2 separate regions of the Mus musculus genome follow, and region 1 is linked to region 2. A link is a contact called in public HiChIP or PLAC-seq data. All regions are on one chromosome and are shown on one strand. The core of a region is the stretch at or near the end of the contact, and the rest is flanking DNA. Distances in the headings are between cores, read along the strand shown. Region 1 has its middle 4.0 kb from the start of Adam6b. Region 2 has its middle 130 kb from the start of Gm25622.

Region 1 (3,840 bases), core at 457-2,956, 140 kb after region 2:
GCCTTCCTACACAGTGTGGAAAGCTGTGTATCCCCTGTTCTTGCAGATTGGTACAGTTTTCTTGTAAGGTAGTGGAGATTCACAGCTTCCCATTTGTGCTTGCAACACAGGAGGTTCTTTGGCCTGTTTTTCTATATCACCCCGTATGAGCCATCTCAGCTCAGTGGCTATTTGACAGCTCCCCTTGACAGATGTTATTTAAGGGTCCTTGTCCTACTATGTTTTGGTGGGTGGGATCAGTGCCCATCTTACTGTGAAGATAGCAAATAGTCATTGGGCAACACTCTTAATGTGATACAAGCTTCTTCGCCCCCACATTCCCCATCTGTGGTGCTGCCTTTGGGTACACTGTATGGCTTAGGGGTTCATCTGCAGTGGAGATGCTGTTGTTTCTGATGTTTTGGTCTGAAACATAGAATGAACTAGAGCTAACTGGCTCAGACCTCTGGAGGGGAGTCCTGGTAGGTGCCTGGGTGGTCCTGGGGCTACATCTTGGTTTATCTAGTGAGGGAACTCTTGATGCACTAGGTACACTCATCTCTCCTGTACCACTGTGGTGTCTGATGGCACTCTTGAATGTTTTATTTACAACTGGGTTAGGGATATAGGACTGCTCCATCTTAAATTGGTCCTATGTTTCCTGTTACAGTTTACATGTCCCAAAAATGACCAGAGAGGTGATTTCCCATCTTCTGAAATCTGGTATTTAATACTGGCAGTTGCTCTGGGGCTGTGTTTAGACCCTCAGTGTTTCTCCCACCTTGGACTTGGGTGCATGGGTGGGTAACAGGCTAAGTGAATACAGAGATATCAGCTTTCGATTCTCCTCTCCAACTGTGGTCCAGTGCCTCTTTCTGAGCCAGAGTGGGAAAGGTCTCTGTGGGGCTGATGGTCCGAATCATCTGCATTCCATGTCCCAGCAGCTCCGGAGAGGCTCTTATTTCTGGTGCTGGGGAGCGATGAGAACTCCCTGCTCAGCCCCTTTAATGCACTAACTCACCTGTTTTCTCTCTATGGGTTTTCCTTTCCTCTGGGACTGGCTTGCTCATATCAGCCTCAAGTTCCTTCAGGGCTCACTCTAAAAATTTCTGTGGCATCATTGCTGTTCTTAGGACAGGCTCAGAGCAGTCAGGAGGCCCTGTTTGGATGTGAGTAGCTAGAGGATACTGGCTGTACACTTTCTCTATTTCTACTTTCTCCAAGCTTTCTCAGTCTAGGGCTGCTGAGTGATTCCCCAGGCACCTGGTGCAGGTGACTGCATTTAGAATCTACTTTTTTTTTTTTTAAATTTTGTGGTGGTTTTGGATTTTGAAGACTTAAAATCTTCATAGATGCCTAGATGTGTTGGAATCTTCCTTGCATTTCCCCCACAGTAATGATTTCATCATCTTCCCCCTTTTCAAAGTAGTGCTACCTATGCAGCTGGAGCTATGGGTCCTTCCATGTGTACTCTTTGGTTCCTGGTTTAGTCCCTGGGAGCTCTGGGGGGGTGGGGTACTGATTGGTTCTTATGGAATGGGTGGGTTGGTGAGCAGGGAGATGGGTGATGGGATAGGGGGTTTCAGGGAGGAAAAACTGGGGAAGGGGATAACATTTGAAATGTAAGTAAAGAAAATATCTACTAATAGAAATTAATGCTGGAGGGTTGTCACAGTTGACACCCGAATTCTGCCCTCTTGTGGAGAGGAAGAGATACAGATCTCCCTGCTGCTGTGGCGCTGTGAAGGGTAGTGTGAGCTTCAGAAAGATGCCTTAAGATGTAGGAGACACAGGCATCCCTCTTGGTAATTCATAGCTGAAAGCCTCTTCAACAGATACCTCAAGATTGGAGTTAGGTATTATCTAGGTAGTTCTCTGTATTGCACAGTTAGATTTTAGCAGCTGAGGTGTTCTAGGAATTGGTACAGGACAGAGCTTCATATTACTTTAATTTGTATGTCAATTGGTTGTTTCTGTAAAGGAGCTTGGAGGGAATTTATGTGAGCTGAGACAGCATATGAGCAGGGCAAATGGACAGTGTTTCCCAGGCGTCACTGAGGAATGGCCTCAAGGGTGACAACTGCATTGGTTGTGATTTGCTGTGGGGAGACTACAAAGTGACTGAGCTGTGAGACTGAGGTACAGTGAGAACCTTCCTGCTGCAGGCATCTCCAGACTGCTGGGCCCTGTGTGAGTGAATACAGCCAGGGACTGGGCTCAGAGGAACCTGTGTGCTTAGACTGCCCTGCAGAGTCAGTCAAGGGTTGCTGTTCTTCTAGAAGGTTCTCCATATTTCTGCCTTTCTGTAGATTGACTGGAGATTTTTTTTTTTTCTGGCTGGTGTCAGAGACCATACCATGAGAAAGTGAGCCCTTCACAATCTCCCACCCTGACAGGCCAAATGGCCTCGTGCTAGGAGCCTGTAGTCACTCCCTCCTCCCTGTTGCCTTCCTGGCACCTGAGGCTGTAAAAGCTGAATTATAGTCCCCTCTTCCCTATCTCTTCCTGAACTCCCATGCCATCCAAGGACATGAGTTACACCTGAGCCTGGCCTGACACCCCAAGGCTGTCAAGGAGGATCTATGTTCCAGAGATAAGATGCAGAGTGTCCGCTGCCTGGAGCCTGACTTCGGCCCTCATGTCAGCAGATGCCCGCTTCTTTGTTCTTTGTAAAATTCCCCCTCGACCCCTTCCTATTCCCCGCGATGCATGCTTTACACCAGGCACCTCAGCCTAATAAACGAAGACCTTGATAGGAAAAGATCTACTTGGTCTTCGTTTCTCTTTTCTCTTCCAATCCCATTTTCTTCCAGGTTTGCGGTCCCCCTCGCACCCACTAATAACTGAATCCCGTGGGACAGGATAGGCTGGTAAACAGGACAGCTCCTGTGATCCCACAGCAGCCCTAGGAAACTCAAGGTTAGAGCAGGAAGATGCTTCAGAGGTTCCATGGGAATGACTGATGAATGTTTTTGGCTTGTTTAATTGGCTTGTTGGGAATAACTAATGCTTTAAATTTCATCTTATAACACTACAGCACATGTGTCCCTCTAAGACGAGTGAATAAAAGATGCTTGAGGCTGAACTGCTGGAAACAAAGGGGCACATTTAGAGACTGAGGGTGCTTAGAGTGAGATGAGATGCCTCAGCTTCTACATGCCTACCCTTCCTCTGTAGTATGGACACAGGAAAAATAAGCAAAACATCTGCTTAAGGTGGATTGATTCAGGATGATGGCTCAGCACAGAGCTCATTATAGGAAGGGGTTTGTAGCTGTGGAGCAGGCAGGGCCAGAATCACTGAGAAGACATCAGATGTGGGAGACCAGAACGTAGGTGGGGCACTGGAAGACTAGGGCAAAAAGGTGGAGATCTTTCTAAACACACTTAGTGGGAAATTTGATACCCTCAGATTAACAAGCTGGAGATGGGCCAGTGGAAGGTTTTAGTCAGTACAGTGACTTTGAAACTATCATGAAAACCCCAGATCTCAGCCCCATTATTTTCACAAGTATTTACAGTTATCTATATCCCAACCGCATTGTGATATCTGAAACCATGTGCTTGGGTTATAAGAGGTATTGGGACCCAGGTATGGAAAGACTTAGCCTTCTCTCTCTCTCCCTCCCTCCTTTCTTCCTTATCCCCCTCTCTATCTCCTCTCTCCTTCTGTCCCTCCCTCTGTCCATGCCCCTTCTCTCCTTCTCCTTCTCCCTCTTTCCTTCTCCGTCTCCCTCTCTCTTCTCTCCCTCTCCCTTCTCTCTCTCCTTCTCCTTTCTCTCACATCTCTCTGCCTGTTTTTAAATCGTCTGTTCCTGAAAGTCCACTTGGCTATGTGGCATCAATTTTCTGAATCTGGATA
Region 2 (3,776 bases), core at 354-2,853:
AGAGTATAGTGAGGGAAAACAAGGGTTCCTTGGAAGTGATGCCTGGATCATCCAATCAGTCAGGGAAGAGTCCTAAGCCAAGGGAAGCAAGGGCTCCCTTCTGTCTCTCCTGGAGACCTCTGCTCTTGCCCCTCCTGCTGAAGGAGAGAGCCTCTGGGACAAATGGTTATGTTTTGTACCTTGGACACAAGAGGTATACTGTAGACCTTGACTTATAACCAAGGATAATATCCAGGAAGGGTCTAATCTGAACTCGTGCCAGGGCCAAACTCTTCCTTCCTCAGCTTGATGGATTGTATTCACTAGTAACATGGAGATTTGGTCTGCCAGGATGAAAGCTCTGGGCCCAGTACTCACACAAGTGTCCTAAGTGTTCAGATGAGCTACTATGCCTTACTCTCCAGCCCCAGGAGAAGGGTAAGGATTTCCTGCATCCCTACACTGGATGTTTCCTCACCAGCTCCTAAAATCCTAGCAGCACTACTGTAGGAGGAAGGGCTGCCTCTGCATAAATGTTGGGGCCCCATGGCTGCAAAGGCATCTCTTGCAGGAGGACCTAATTGAGGATTGCCTTAGAGACCAAGGATCATTGACATCGACAATGCCAGCCAATTGAGAACCACTGTTTAGAAGAGATGCTTTCTTGGGACAGTAGTGGTTTGAATAAAAATTGCCTCTACACCATAGGAAGAACAATATCAACTAACTGGACCACCCAGATCTCCCAGAGACTAAATCATCAACCAAAGAGTGTACATGGAAGGATCCATGGCTCTGAATGCATATGTAGCAGAGGATGGCCTTGTCTGACATCAATGGGAGGGGAGCCTTTGGTCCTGTGCAGGCTTGATGCCCAGTACAGTGGGATGCTAGATCGGTGAGGCAGGAGTGGGTGATGGGTAAAAGAGCACCTTCTTAGAGGCAAAGGAGAGGAGAAGAGGAAGGATGGAATAAGGGTGGAGGGGTAACTGGGAAGGAGGATATTATTTGAAATGTAAATGAATAAAATGATTAATAAAAAAAAAAAAGAGAATGCCCTTTATAGGGTCACATATTTGAATGCTTGGGGAGTGGCAGTTTGACGTGTGGCTGGCCTGGTTGGAGTAGCTGTGTGCAATTTCTGGTTTCTTTGGAAACTCTATTATGTCATATATTGTTTTCCTGAGGGAGGGAGGTGAAAGGATATTTTGCTGAAGGAGACAGGTGAAAGAGTGTTTTGCTGAAGCAGATATGTGAGAGGACCCATGATGTTTAGCAAGAATATAAATATGTCCCCACAGACAGTGGGAGGAGGCTCTGACATTGGTTCATCTTTCTCTGCCTTGCTAGTTTTCAATGATGAAACTATGGCCTTGGTTTACCTTGAATTACGCTGCTGATTTTTGCCTGTCTTGACTTTGTAGAGAATAACTCATCAAAGAACTTCTCATATTCTAGTGGCTCTTTGCAGCTTCTGTGGACTGGTGCTGATTGGTGGTGCCTCATGGTTTCTTCTGGATCAAGCTGCTGTTGATGATTAATGCTGGTGCTTTGCTAGGGGACTCTACTGCTGACAACAGAGATTGGCACAGCCCCAAAGAACTATTTCTAGACAGGTTCACAACCCCCATTTAACCCTTATACCCCCCCATTAACCATTCTGTTTTTACTACCTCTGGGGGTGTGTGTGGCCTAGAAGGGAGGTTGAAACATTTAAGAACCTTTATTAAAGTTGGTTTTGAAAAATCTAATCTTACATGTGGCTTTGTTGTAGGAAGTGTGTCACTCGGGGGTGTACATTGGGGTTTTAAGTGTCCAAGTCATGTTCAATGTTGCTTTCTTGCTGCTGCCTGCTGATTTATATGTAGAACTCTCAGCTCTTTTCCAGCATCATATCTTCCTATATGACAACATGCTTCCTGCCATTCTGATAATGGACTAAGCCTCTGAGTCTATACCAAGCCCCAATTAAATGTTTTCATTTTATCAGAGTTGCAGTGATTATGGTGTCTCTCTATAGCAATAGAATACTGACCAAGCCAGAAGATGGTACCAGGAGTGGAGTATTGTTGTGTCAGGCCTGGCCATGTTTCTTGGTGAAATATGGACTTGGGGACTTGGGTTAGAAAAACAGCTGAATGCTTCAAGTGGTGCTTAGTGGGCCAAAGTAGCAGGATCAGGGAAGTCAGTGGTGCTGAGATAATGAAAATTATGGCAACCTGGATCAAGTGGCTTCAAAGGAGTAGAATATTTGTAAGTGGCCTAAAGATTGTTCATGTAATATTTTGGTGAAGAATGTGGCTGTTTTCTGCCTTTGTCCTAAAAGTTTGGGTGGGACTTAATTGAAGAGTTTTGGATTAATGACATTGGCAGAGGACATTTCAAAACAGCCTAATATTGATTGTGTTGCTTGGCTTTTAGTAGCCATTTTAATGCAAATCTGTAATGAAAGGGATCATGCTGAGCAAGAAAAATATAAATGTTCACTTGAAGGAGAAAAAGGAAGTGTAATAGTCCTGTGGGTAGCCCTGGGGCTAATTATATTTGATGTTAATTCCATCTTCCTGTGAGGGGTTGTGAAGAAGGAATGAGTCAGCATTCAGGTGATTTCCTGGAAACCTGCTTCCCACCTTAATTTGTAAAATAAAGGAGAGTTGATGATTGGGCAGATAAAAGGGAAGGTGGAGTAGAACTCAAAAAGGGAGAAGGAGAAAATGGAAGAGGGAGAGGATGCAGAGGAGGAGGAGGAAGAGGAAGAAAAGCAGAGCAGAAGCACATGGCCTGGAGAAACTGCAATTTCTAAGGGGTCTCATAGATGTGGAAGATGGTAGTGTAGTGGTAGATCTGCCCAATCTAGGTACACAGCATGTAATCATATTAACTGAGTCATGTTTTCATTGTCGGGGCATATTTGTGATGGAGAGATTTACTGCAACAAAATGGTGCCCAACATGGAGCTTTGAATTCAACTAACCTGAGATAAAGGTTCAGAACTAGATAGGAAATATTACTCACTGACTCCAAGTAGAGAGAGCAGTGTTAATCGGCTGCTATGAACAGGTATTAATTAATAGAAGTCTGTGGCTCCATGTGAAGAGCATAACAAATAAGATATTATAACAGGTATTAAATAAATAAATAAATGTCTGCGGCTCAAGGTAGAGAGCACAATGGATAGATAATATAACAGGATGGCTGCTATAGGCAGAGAGCTTAACCATTAAAAACTATCTACTTCCTATAGGCAGATATTAGTGGAAGTTTGAATTAATTGCTTTAAAGATGGTATGAAGATATATGGCTCTAATAAATCTTACAGGAGACTCATATTCTGTCTAACATGGGCTCCATAGGAATTTTGGGTTTAAATCCTGGTTTGACAAGCTGTCTCTTATAAGCAGGTATAGAAAGAAAAGACAAGGAAAGGAAAGAGGAAAGGAAAGGAAAGAGGAAAGGAAAGAGGAAAGGAGAGGAAAGAGGAAAGGAGAGGAAAGAGGAAAGGAAAATAGAAATGTGAATCAATTGTTTTAAAGATAGTATGATAAAGTCTGCAGGAGACTCATATTCTGTCTAATGTGGGCTCCACAGGAATTTTGGTTAAATATCCTGACATGACACAACAATCAAAGAAAATGGAAAATGCAAAAAGATCCTAACTCAAAACATCCAGGAAATCCAGGACACAATGAGAAGACCAAACCTACGGATAATAGGAGTGGATGAGAATGAAGATTTCAACTCAAAGGACCAGCAAACATCTTCAACAAAATTATTGAAGAAAACTTCCCAAATCTAAA

Evidence for each region. HiChIP or PLAC-seq counts read pairs in DNA pulled down with a chosen protein or histone mark.
Region 1: a contact with region 2 is called in a CTCF HiChIP or PLAC-seq map of CD8 T cells, with 5 read pairs. The contact joins two enhancer-like sites. A contact is called at or near these places in 1 of 15 datasets of contacts at CTCF or cohesin (CD8 T cells), 1 of 115 datasets of contacts at active chromatin or transcription factors (large pre-B cells) and 3 of 9 other capture datasets (liver, macrophages and pancreatic islet).

What each region holds. Positions count from the first base shown.
Region 1 is chr12:113,483,600-113,487,439 of GRCm38.p6, forward strand. It overlaps Igh. Among named protein-coding and RNA genes, the nearest start is that of Adam6b, 4.0 kb to the right of the region's middle. Within about 2 kb of position 1,707, at least 6 of the 459 cell types and tissues checked have an H3K27ac peak or open chromatin away from gene starts, as enhancers often do. A contact at or near this core is called in CD8 T cells, where this site is marked.
Region 2 is chr12:113,341,963-113,345,738 of GRCm38.p6, forward strand. It overlaps Igh. Among named protein-coding and RNA genes, the nearest start is that of Gm25622, 130 kb to the left of the region's middle. Within about 2 kb of position 1,604, at least 1 of the 459 cell types and tissues checked has an H3K27ac peak or open chromatin away from gene starts, as enhancers often do. A contact at or near this core is called in CD8 T cells, where this site is marked.